Regions from separate parts of the Drosophila melanogaster genome. Here all the other regions are linked to region 3. A link is a contact called in public Hi-C data. All regions are on one chromosome and are shown on one strand. The core of a region is the stretch at or near the end of the contact, and the rest is flanking DNA. Distances in the headings are between cores, read along the strand shown. Region 1 holds the start of Sptz (Spastizin). Region 2 holds the start of Ada2b (transcriptional Adaptor 2b). Region 3 holds the start of hyd (hyperplastic discs).

Evidence for each region. Hi-C and Micro-C count contacts between places; a contact is called where the count stands out from the background.
Region 1: a Hi-C map of the Kc167 cell line shows a contact between it and region 3, with 2.2 times the contacts expected there. The contact joins the promoter of Sptz here to the promoter of hyd in region 3. A contact is called at or near these places in 2 of 107 Hi-C or Micro-C datasets (the Kc167 cell line and wing imaginal disc).
Region 2: a Hi-C map of the Kc167 cell line shows a contact between it and region 3, with 3 times the contacts expected there. The contact joins the promoter of Ada2b here to the promoter of hyd in region 3. A contact is called at or near these places in 2 of 107 Hi-C or Micro-C datasets (the Kc167 cell line and wing imaginal disc).

The regions. Positions count from the first base shown.
Region 1 is chr3R:11,420,396-11,423,415 of dm6, forward strand. It overlaps Sptz (Spastizin), which reads left to right and starts at 1,697. Exons shown (of 8, transcript NM_169389.3): 1 at 1,697-2,074; 2 at 2,129-3,020. The coding sequence starts at 2,000. It overlaps ninaG (ninaG,), which reads right to left and starts at 1,298. Exons shown (of 6, transcript NM_141813.2): 1 at 1,247-1,298; 2 at 1,060-1,194; 3 at 1-980. The coding sequence starts at 1,265.
Region 2 is chr3R:8,239,099-8,241,988 of dm6, forward strand. Ada2b (transcriptional Adaptor 2b) reads right to left here and starts at 1,417. Exons shown (of 4, transcript NM_001275438.1): 1 at 1,212-1,417; 2 at 1-508. The coding sequence starts at 1,325. CG9636 reads right to left here. Exons shown (of 4, transcript NM_141517.4): 4 at 1,649-2,890.
Region 3 is chr3R:9,723,772-9,726,975 of dm6, forward strand. hyd (hyperplastic discs) reads right to left here and starts at 1,844. Exons shown (of 19, transcript NM_079572.4): 1 at 1,693-1,844; 2 at 709-906; 3 at 366-645; 4 at 89-306; 5 at 1-28. The coding sequence starts at 1,754. It overlaps FoxP (Forkhead box P), which reads right to left. Exons shown (of 7, transcript NM_001260082.3): 7 at 2,249-3,204. The coding sequence ends at 2,799.

The DNA of each region.
Region 1 (3,020 bases), core at 447-2,946, 1.7 Mb after region 3:
TCCATAGCTGACTACATTTCCCAGCACTCCAAAGTTCCCCAAGGGTCCCGAACCAGAGCTCAGGTAGTTGATCAAGGTCATGGGATTCAAGAGAGTGTTCTGGTTTAGTGTGGGTCCAGTGACTCCCATCGATACGAAAAGCGGAAGATTAAAGTGGTCGTGCAGGTTGTGGCCCACCAAAGGCAAGCTATGCTGAGCGGGAATACCAAGTTTCTTCAGGGCGGACACGTCTCCAATTCCAGATGCCATCAGGAGCTGAGGAGTTTGGTAAGCGCCAGCGCAGAGGATTAGCTCTCTTCTTACCTCGATGCTAAATTCTTTCTCCCTGTTCTCCTCGTCCTTAATCCCCACGAGAATCGAGGTGGCTTGGAGGAACGGACTTGGGGCAAGTTGAATCCGTTTCACCAAAGCATCCGGCAGCAGGCGCAGATTGGAGTGATGTATGACCGGGTTAAGGAACTGCTGTACCACCGAATGACGCAAACCATTCCTAATATTATACAATGAGCGTCTAAAGATCCAATCCTTGTAGGCAAACTGCGCCTGCGCTTCCTCCAAAGCTTCAGTTAATTTGGAGTAGCGACGGGGAATTTCGAGCATGTCTGGGTTCTTGGGCTTGGCGGCAGCCATAAAAGATCTCATTTGGGCCCAGCTCCAATCGCTAAGATTGTGGTGATCCCGCCAGGAATCAAAATCCGGTCCATGACCATCGAAGTGCAGCATGTAGTTCAGATTGGCGGATCCACCCAGTCCTTTGCCCCTCGGGAGGCACTGCCTTCGTTCAATGAGACCTCTGGAGGAGTGTTTCTGTGGCACAGAAAGGAACGACCAGTCATTGATGCCCTTCTGCTGAAAGGTGGTCAGCAAGGGAATCCGACTCAGGAGGCCAAACTGACCACCTGCCTCGATGAGAAGAACACTCCCATTGCTGTTTTTGGCCAGTAGCGAGGTAAGTGTGCTGCCTCCAGTTCCACCACCCACTGGATGGTATCAGTTCATATAGTATAGTATATGTACATATATAGTAATGTTACTTCCTTATGCACATCAACCACTCACCAATCACGTAGTCAAATGCAAAGTGCCGCTCCACTGGTGCCAAGACATTGGGTACGGAGTTCTTAAGCAGCGTGCCGGCCAGGACAACGATGATGGAGAGGAATCCTATTACAATACCAGCCAAAACCAGGATCTCTGCAAGGAAAAACCCTCAAGATGCAGTTGTTTACAGCACCAGGAAGCTTACTTTGGAATTTCATGCCCATGCTGTTCCCTGCGATGACGAAATCGGACTAGTTAGCATATGAGAACCGACTACCGTGGACTTGGTCTAATCCAATTAAAGAATTCATGGGGTGAGATTTGGTTGGGCGCCAAGTTTGAATTTCAGTGCACGTCGGATAGAGATGAGCTGTTGGCGAAAGATGGGCGCTTAGTGATGCGTCACCTTGAATGGAAAAATTAGGAAAAAAAAATATTGATTTTATTTGTTTTTAATTTTGTTTTTAACATACTTACACGAAAACTTAATTTGTTAAGAGAAACTATTCAGCTATTCCACACCAGCTATTCTAGCTCTTTTCCCTCCAAATCGCATGAACTGCACTTCGACTTGCAGATTGCTATCGATTTGTTCTCATCACTGGCAAGGCAACCGTTCGCCACCTAAATTCTTTGTTTTTGCAGTCGGCTGCTCCGAAGATCGACGGAGTCGGATTATTTGATCGACTCCAAGCTCTGCGAGATAATATGTGGGCCTCCCTTATCACTCGCCAGTGGAAGCCGAAGCCTGAAGCCAGAACAGCTGCTAGTCGGTCAGCAGTGGAAACAAAAGGCGAGCTGTAACACAATAGATCCCGATAATCAGCAGTGGAAGATCACTTGGCGGAGAGCCCCAATTCAGAACAGAGCAGTCTGAACAATGAACTAGCATTAGTACCAGTGAATCAGCAGAGATTAGAAGAACGTTGCACTCCCGAGGAGCCACAGGTGTCCCACAATGGAGGACCAGCAGGAGGAGAATATGCAGCAGCTGCTAAACTTGTTGCCCAAGGATCAGCGGCAGATCTTTGAGGTAAGCTAAGGTAACCAACAAATATCCATATACTAAGATATGCATTTTTTACAGATCTTTATCCAGTGGCTCAATGGCAAGTCCTCCGGGCCCATTCAATTGCACCAGAACGCCCTGCTAACCGTGCTTCAGGCGTCGCCCTATCCCGCCCTGCAACTGCTACAGTTGCTCCACGAACGGTCCAAACTGCACATTGGACAAATAATTTCCACCTTGCTTCGACAGCTGCTAGATGGCGATGTCGCATCGCCGCGTTCCCTTTGTGTGCTGGCCAATTTTCCGGCAAGCGTTTTGGAGGCCTCTACACTTCGTCAGAAATTGATGACTCGTCTAGTGGTTGATTCCATAACCAGTGAACACTTAATGCTGACCATGTTGGCGCGCAGCGATGGACAACTCCTGGATGATCTGTTGCATGAGCAGCAACTGACCATGCGGGCGCAGTGTAGTGAGGCGGCGCCCACTAAACTTTTGGTCCTGTGGCTGGCTCTCAACGAAAGGGAGCACTTTGTAGCCAGCGTGTGCCAACATCTCAAGGACTTTAAGTGCTTTCAGGATGTCACGTTGAGGAATAACCTGCTTATCCTTCGACTCGCCAATGAGTTTGCTCTGGGCTCGCAAACTTTGGAAGAGCTGGGATGCCTGGAAAAATTGCTAGCGGAATTCGATGTCAGCGCTGTGCCTGAGAAATTGCAGGAAGTTCACGGGTTTTTCTATGCTGACTTTCAACGCCTGTCCACTTTGCTTAATTTCTTGCGTCCGCGGGAGATAAGCAAAACGCTAAGAGTTGATGCACTTCTGCGGGCGCCAGGCGTTCTGCCCTTGATCCATGAAAATGGTATTCATTTCAAGCACCAAGAGCTACACCGTTTGATTGAAGATACTTACAAATGGCAGCAGCTGACCCCTGCACTAAAGTGTCACCACCAGGAGGAGGTGGAGATTC
Region 2 (2,890 bases), core at 167-2,666, 1.5 Mb before region 3:
TAAGCATCACATCCACCTCCGTATCCTCGGAGCTTAATGAGATGTTCGAGATCAGTTGCTCTGCCGTGGGATCGTACTCCCGCTCAAAGCTGTCCCTGTTGGGCATGTAGCCCAGCTGCATGGCCTCATCGGAGTTGATTTCCAGTGGAGGCAAGGTAGAGAGAGCATTGGTGCCCAGAGGACCAGCGTCGTCGTCTCCAGTGTGATCGATAAGGCGGGGTCTCTGGCTCTGGGCCGGCGTCCAAGTGGCCCTTCCAATCGTGCCATTTACAAACTTATTCACGTACTCCTCTTTGGCATCCTCCGCTGACTTCGTCTCAATGTGCTTGCTAATGTCCTCCCAGTTTCCAAAGCCGTACTGCTCGATTGCATCCAACAGGCGGATTTCCTCTCGTGCCGTCCACGCCCCCTTTCCACGAAATACACTCAATATGGAAGTGCCGGTGTCCATGAACTGGTAGGAGTGGTTGTTTTGATGGGCGCCGATCTCCGCACCTGCGGCAAAGCACTGCGCAAAAAATAAACAATACAATATAAATACAGAGTCAGCTGTTTTTTAATCAATATGGTGAAATTGCCGGTTGTGTGTATGTATTATTTGAATGTCTAGATGAGTCAGTTTTTGGTTCCAAATTGGCGACGCATCTCTAGATTGTACGAGTGTGGGTGTAACAGGGTGGGTCGATTATGTTGACAAAGAAAACGTGTAAATAGTTCCTCGATAAAAATAATTTGATTAGGAAATTAAAACAGAAACATATTTCATATTCCCTAAATTTACGCTTTGTCAGGCCTTTTTTTAATACAAGATTCAGACACTTATTTTGACATTTTTTTCTTTTTAATTTATGGCATTTAACTAAATAAAAATGACACTGCTAATTCGTAAGGAAGTAATTTTTAATTAAATTAACTACGATAGTCTACCTATTTACCAAAATCAATAAACAAATTTCCTTTAAATTAACAAAAAGTTAAAGCAAATATTTTTCTTGTCAAGATCTGGGTGACGTTAATTTAGAGGATTGAGGCCATATGGCCATTAGTTTGACCATCCAAAGAGGGTGATTCAAGAATATTTTGTTAAAATAACTGATTTTTATTATTTACAAATCTATATACAAGTATCTAGAACCTCAAAAAGAGCGAACCACCCTACTGCAACATGTATACGTGCGTCGCTCGACGGCGTGTATGTGTGAGTTACTTACTTGCAGACACAAATCGAAGTTTTCGCACTCCGCGCAGTGCACTCGAATGCCCTGAATATCATCCTGGCAATTTGTGCAATTATACTTTGTGAATAAATCCGCGATTGTGGTCATTTTGGGCCAAAACCTGGATTTTCACGACAATTATGAGTTGTGCGAAAAAAACCTATGCCAGTAATGTGACCAGACGCGAAGTCAACGCCATATTGCTCTACTGAGAATTCTTATATGTACGGCCAACGAACCGAACCAGTTCATCGGAACAGTGCCGCCTATATAGCTAGTCTTAAAGCCTTTTTAGCTAATTTTCATAATTCTGTTGAATCTCTGAATTATAGTTAATTTCTAAATTATACTACTTACCAAAAGTACCAACACATTAAATATAGAATACAAATTTCAAACATTAGGCACATGTTCAAAACTCTAATGTTTATGCGTTAAATATTGATAGTAGTTTATTTAATTATTTTAAAAGTTTAATTCGAGTGTTTTGCCTTTTTTAAATTATCACAAAAAATAATATTAATATATATAAAATAAAACTAAAATAAAAGAAGTGCATATCAAACCAAAACAAGGTAAACATAAATACGAATATGTGATGGTTGAAACATTTGTAGCGTGGTGCTGAATAAAAATATAAAAAACTCATGTGCTTAAATGCAGTTCGATACGTAAATTTAAGCGGTGGTCAGGATTAAAAACTTAAGCTAAATTCTGAGTTACAAAAAAAATATAAAATGGGTAAATATCTTTTGTTTCAAACAAAAAGTGTAAAAGTAATAACTGCCGAAAAATATTTCGGTTGCTTACATCTAACATGAATAGGGCGTGGGACTGCCGAGATATTGTAGGTTACAATCATTACAATCATTGGGAAGGATTTGGGGTAGGCTACGCTGTATAAATAGTTGATTATTCGATTAGTTCATATGGTGAATACGTTTATATTATTGTTAGTATTGCTGTCTTACACCGAGCAGTAGCCGAATTGTTATGGGTTCCAGATATCTCAGTGGGCGGTGAGGACTAGTTTGTGTTGCATGTGGCTTTGGTGGCATTGTTGCTAGTTTACTCTTGCTAGTTAGCTTGGACCAGAGAAAAACAAAACGAGTTACACGATACAAAATGGGTTAACAGATCTTAAACAGATATGGCAAGTTACTTGTGCAGCTGCGCTTTTCAAAAACACGCACACGGCCAACAAAATTTATCAATTCGAGTACCTAAAAACGTCTAAATAAGTCTATTTGAGCGCCAAATTCGGTTTTGGTGTCGCACCTGCGTCTGATCCTAGGGACTGAAGTATGTTTAACAATACTGTTCGAGGACATTCAAGAGTTTGAGATTCACGATTTTCACAGATACGGTTCGATTTGAATTCGCTTGCGTAAGGAACTAAGGAAAAGTCACAGCGCAGGCGCGACCCCAGTCGTCATAATTGACGACTGGCAACGGAAACAGATCCATGTCCAGATCCGTCTGAACCGCCTGCTCCCAGCATCGAGACTCATAAGCAGGCGGCCGCGATGGATGGGCTCTCAAAATTTGCATAAGCGAGTAGTCCTAAAGCATAACTATCAACTAATTTGGTATGTAAAGTCTTTGTGTCTTTGTCATGGGCATTGGCGCGATGAGGGCTCAAGGTCCTGTGGCAATGGCCAACTAGCAACAGT
Region 3 (3,204 bases), core at 594-3,093:
TTCACTACGAATGCGATCGAACAGCAAGCTGGCCAAATGTAAAACAATAAGTTTAATTCGGTTTTTGTGTTTATTTAAAATTACTTACTTTCGAATGCTGGAGTAGTTGCTAAATATCTCCTCCGAGAAAAGCCCATCTGAGGGATCTATGATGACGCTGTTGTTATCTCCACTGAACCCATTATCCAGCAGGGAGATAAGGTCTTCGGGCACGTAATTATCGGCACCTTCTTCGGTATCTTCAGCTTCTTCATCATCGCGCGAAAGCAAATTGTTCACAGCTAAGTTAACATCGAGGTTGGTGCGCTATTGAGGGAATTGTATGATATTACACGAATAAGATGTTCTTGTATCGATGAATTTACCTGTAATTCTCTAATTATGAGATTTCTGCTCTTGCCCTGTAGAACCACCTCTGCTTGGGATATGAGCTCCTCCGGCACATATGTAGCCGGAACTGTTACTAAGGGTCGGCTCGATGTACTGCCTCCAATGATGACCCCTGTGCTACGAGATCCGGACCCCTGTCCGGTGGAATTGGAGCGACCTGTTGCGCGCAGCAGGCGTGCTCTTGAGCGGGCCATCGGTCGGGATGAGGATGGGGCTTTCGAAGCACTGGCCGTTCCGCTGCCACCACTGGTGGAACTATAAATAAACATCAATCAACAAACATTCGAATCTATGTAACTGGTACACCATTAAGCTTACCATTTTGCGTCTGATTTGGTCAAGTCAAGTTTCTCAGAATTTATAGAAAAGGACACGCGGAATGCCTTGCCATCCTCCAGTAAAACTCCAATGTGCGCGGGACCAATGACGACTTCCTTCACTGGAATTTTCAACTGTTCGAATATGCGATGGCTGCCATAACCAAATCGGTTCACCTTATCCGACACTTCACGAATCCTAAAATGGGAGAAAATGTATTAAGAATACGAGCAAGTCGATGCATGTTCTAAATCTCCTAAGCGTAGGGTGCATTTTATGGATGATTTCTGGCCTTGCCAGACTTTTTATGATTGACGACTGGAAAATTTAAAGCTTCTAAGAAAAGTGCACATCACCAAGGAAGAAAAAGAGCCGGTGTTACGATTATTTGGCGTTTAAAGGTTTTGGGTTATGGAAAACGCTGAACGATTTCATGCCATGTGCTGAAAGAGCGACATTCGGCGAAATATAATGTACAAATCAAGCATGTGAAAACATGTTTGTAACATTGTACATTTTAGTCGGAAGCATGGACTTCTGCAAGCTTCTTTCGAGAAGCTTATAATATAAACATTTCAATAGTTTGCTCAGCACAAATAGTTAAATATGAACAAATTAATCAGCATGTATGCACATGCACTCACACATGCTACCGTTCACATGTCGCACACATTCGCACACACACACATATGCGAATGGTTAGAGAATTAATTGTGGATGAAAAGTGGGAAACGCAAGTGCATTTCGCAAATTCTGCGGCTAATGTTTACAGAACCGCGTGGACGGCACTAGATGAGGTAAGTCCGCCAGTGTCTGTGGCTCGCGTTTTACGTTAATGATCATATGTACATATCTTCCTGCGTATACATATAGCTGCGTACCTACATATTTTCACATAACAAATACATGCAGCCGTACGTACACAATTACACGGAATTCCGCGTTCACATGTGCGTAATTGCGGTACGCGAGGATTATATTTACCTTTCAATAAACTGATCGTCCGAGCCCGGTAGCGGTTGCAAAACAAATTGCATGGAAACCATTTTAATTTTTCAACTATTCATGTACACAGTGTCCTCGTTGAATTTTCATGTCACAAAACGTTGAGAGACTTTCAGAGTGACCGTACTGGCTAGAGCTGGGACGAAAACCGATGCCGCCCGACTGTATCGATGGTTGCCGGAAAATTCGACGGTATCGATACATTCTCCAAACAAATTTATTGGTAAACAAAAACTTTACTTTCAAATTAAATTGACATTGACTACAATATGTGTACTTAGGCTGTATATATTTTATTAAATTTAAGATACAGAAGTTCACGAATGCGTCCATTCTTATCGGTTGTTTTTCCTTAAATAGTGGCAGTCCAAAAAATCTCCAATAGAATATACTAAAATATACTAAAGACCGCTTTAAAATAATGAATTGGTAGAAAACTTTGATTGACAAACTTTTGAGAAGCCGATTTAACCGCTTTTACGTCGCGTAAACCGTTTGCTTAGGAACTAGAAATAAAATTCAGTTTGTTCACTTTGTTGTATATTTGAGGAATTTATTTAGGTCACTGAGTATCGTTAATGATCTTAAATTAGAAGGAAATTAGATAAGTCAGCAGAAAAGCATATACGTTTACTAAGGAGTTTCCAAATCTAAAGCTCTCAAGGGTCCAGATTTTTAACAGAAGGTATACCTGAAAATAGTTTCCTTAAAAAAAAATCATATTGTGACTTTTAAAACAGTTTTGTTAAAATTTTATCAAGCTATAGCTTTTAAATGTTTTCTCCCTTGCTGAAAAGTGAAAATATTCATATATGTTGTACTCGTATATTAAAATCGTGTTATAAGTGGAGTTATTAAAGCAAGTTTAAACACATTAATTTTGCTTTAATAATTTAACGTAGTTCTTTCGTTTATTTTATAGCATTAGTGAAATTTATTTTAAAAGTATTTTTTCATTTCTATTTGGGAAATTATACATAGAACCATGTGTATGTACAGATATAATTTCCGAATCCGAACCTTCTTACCAAACGCAGATTACTCGACAATGCATCTAAATATATGTATAGTTAATGATATATTATTTATCGATTGTGCTCATTGGCACTACTCTCGTACATATTAGTAGAATATTCATCGATTGTCAAGTGGCTGTTACTTTCGATCATACCCGAGTCCATATTGCTATAGTCCTTGGACGCTTTACTTAAACCATCACTACCGCAATAGGGAAGACAACCAATTCTGCCTAAATCATTTGGATTATTGGAATCTAGAGGATTATCAGCACCCGGTGGCAAACTAGTGCAATGTTGCGTACAATTGTCGCAGGGATTCTTATCAGTGGGCACACCATTGCCGGATTGGCATGAATTTGGGGAGGAGGACGGTTCATATTTCCGGGGTCTCCCTCTCGACAAGTGCCGCCTTTTGACAAACTCATTATCGTCGACCATCCAAAACGAGCCAAAGTCATCTTCATAACGTACA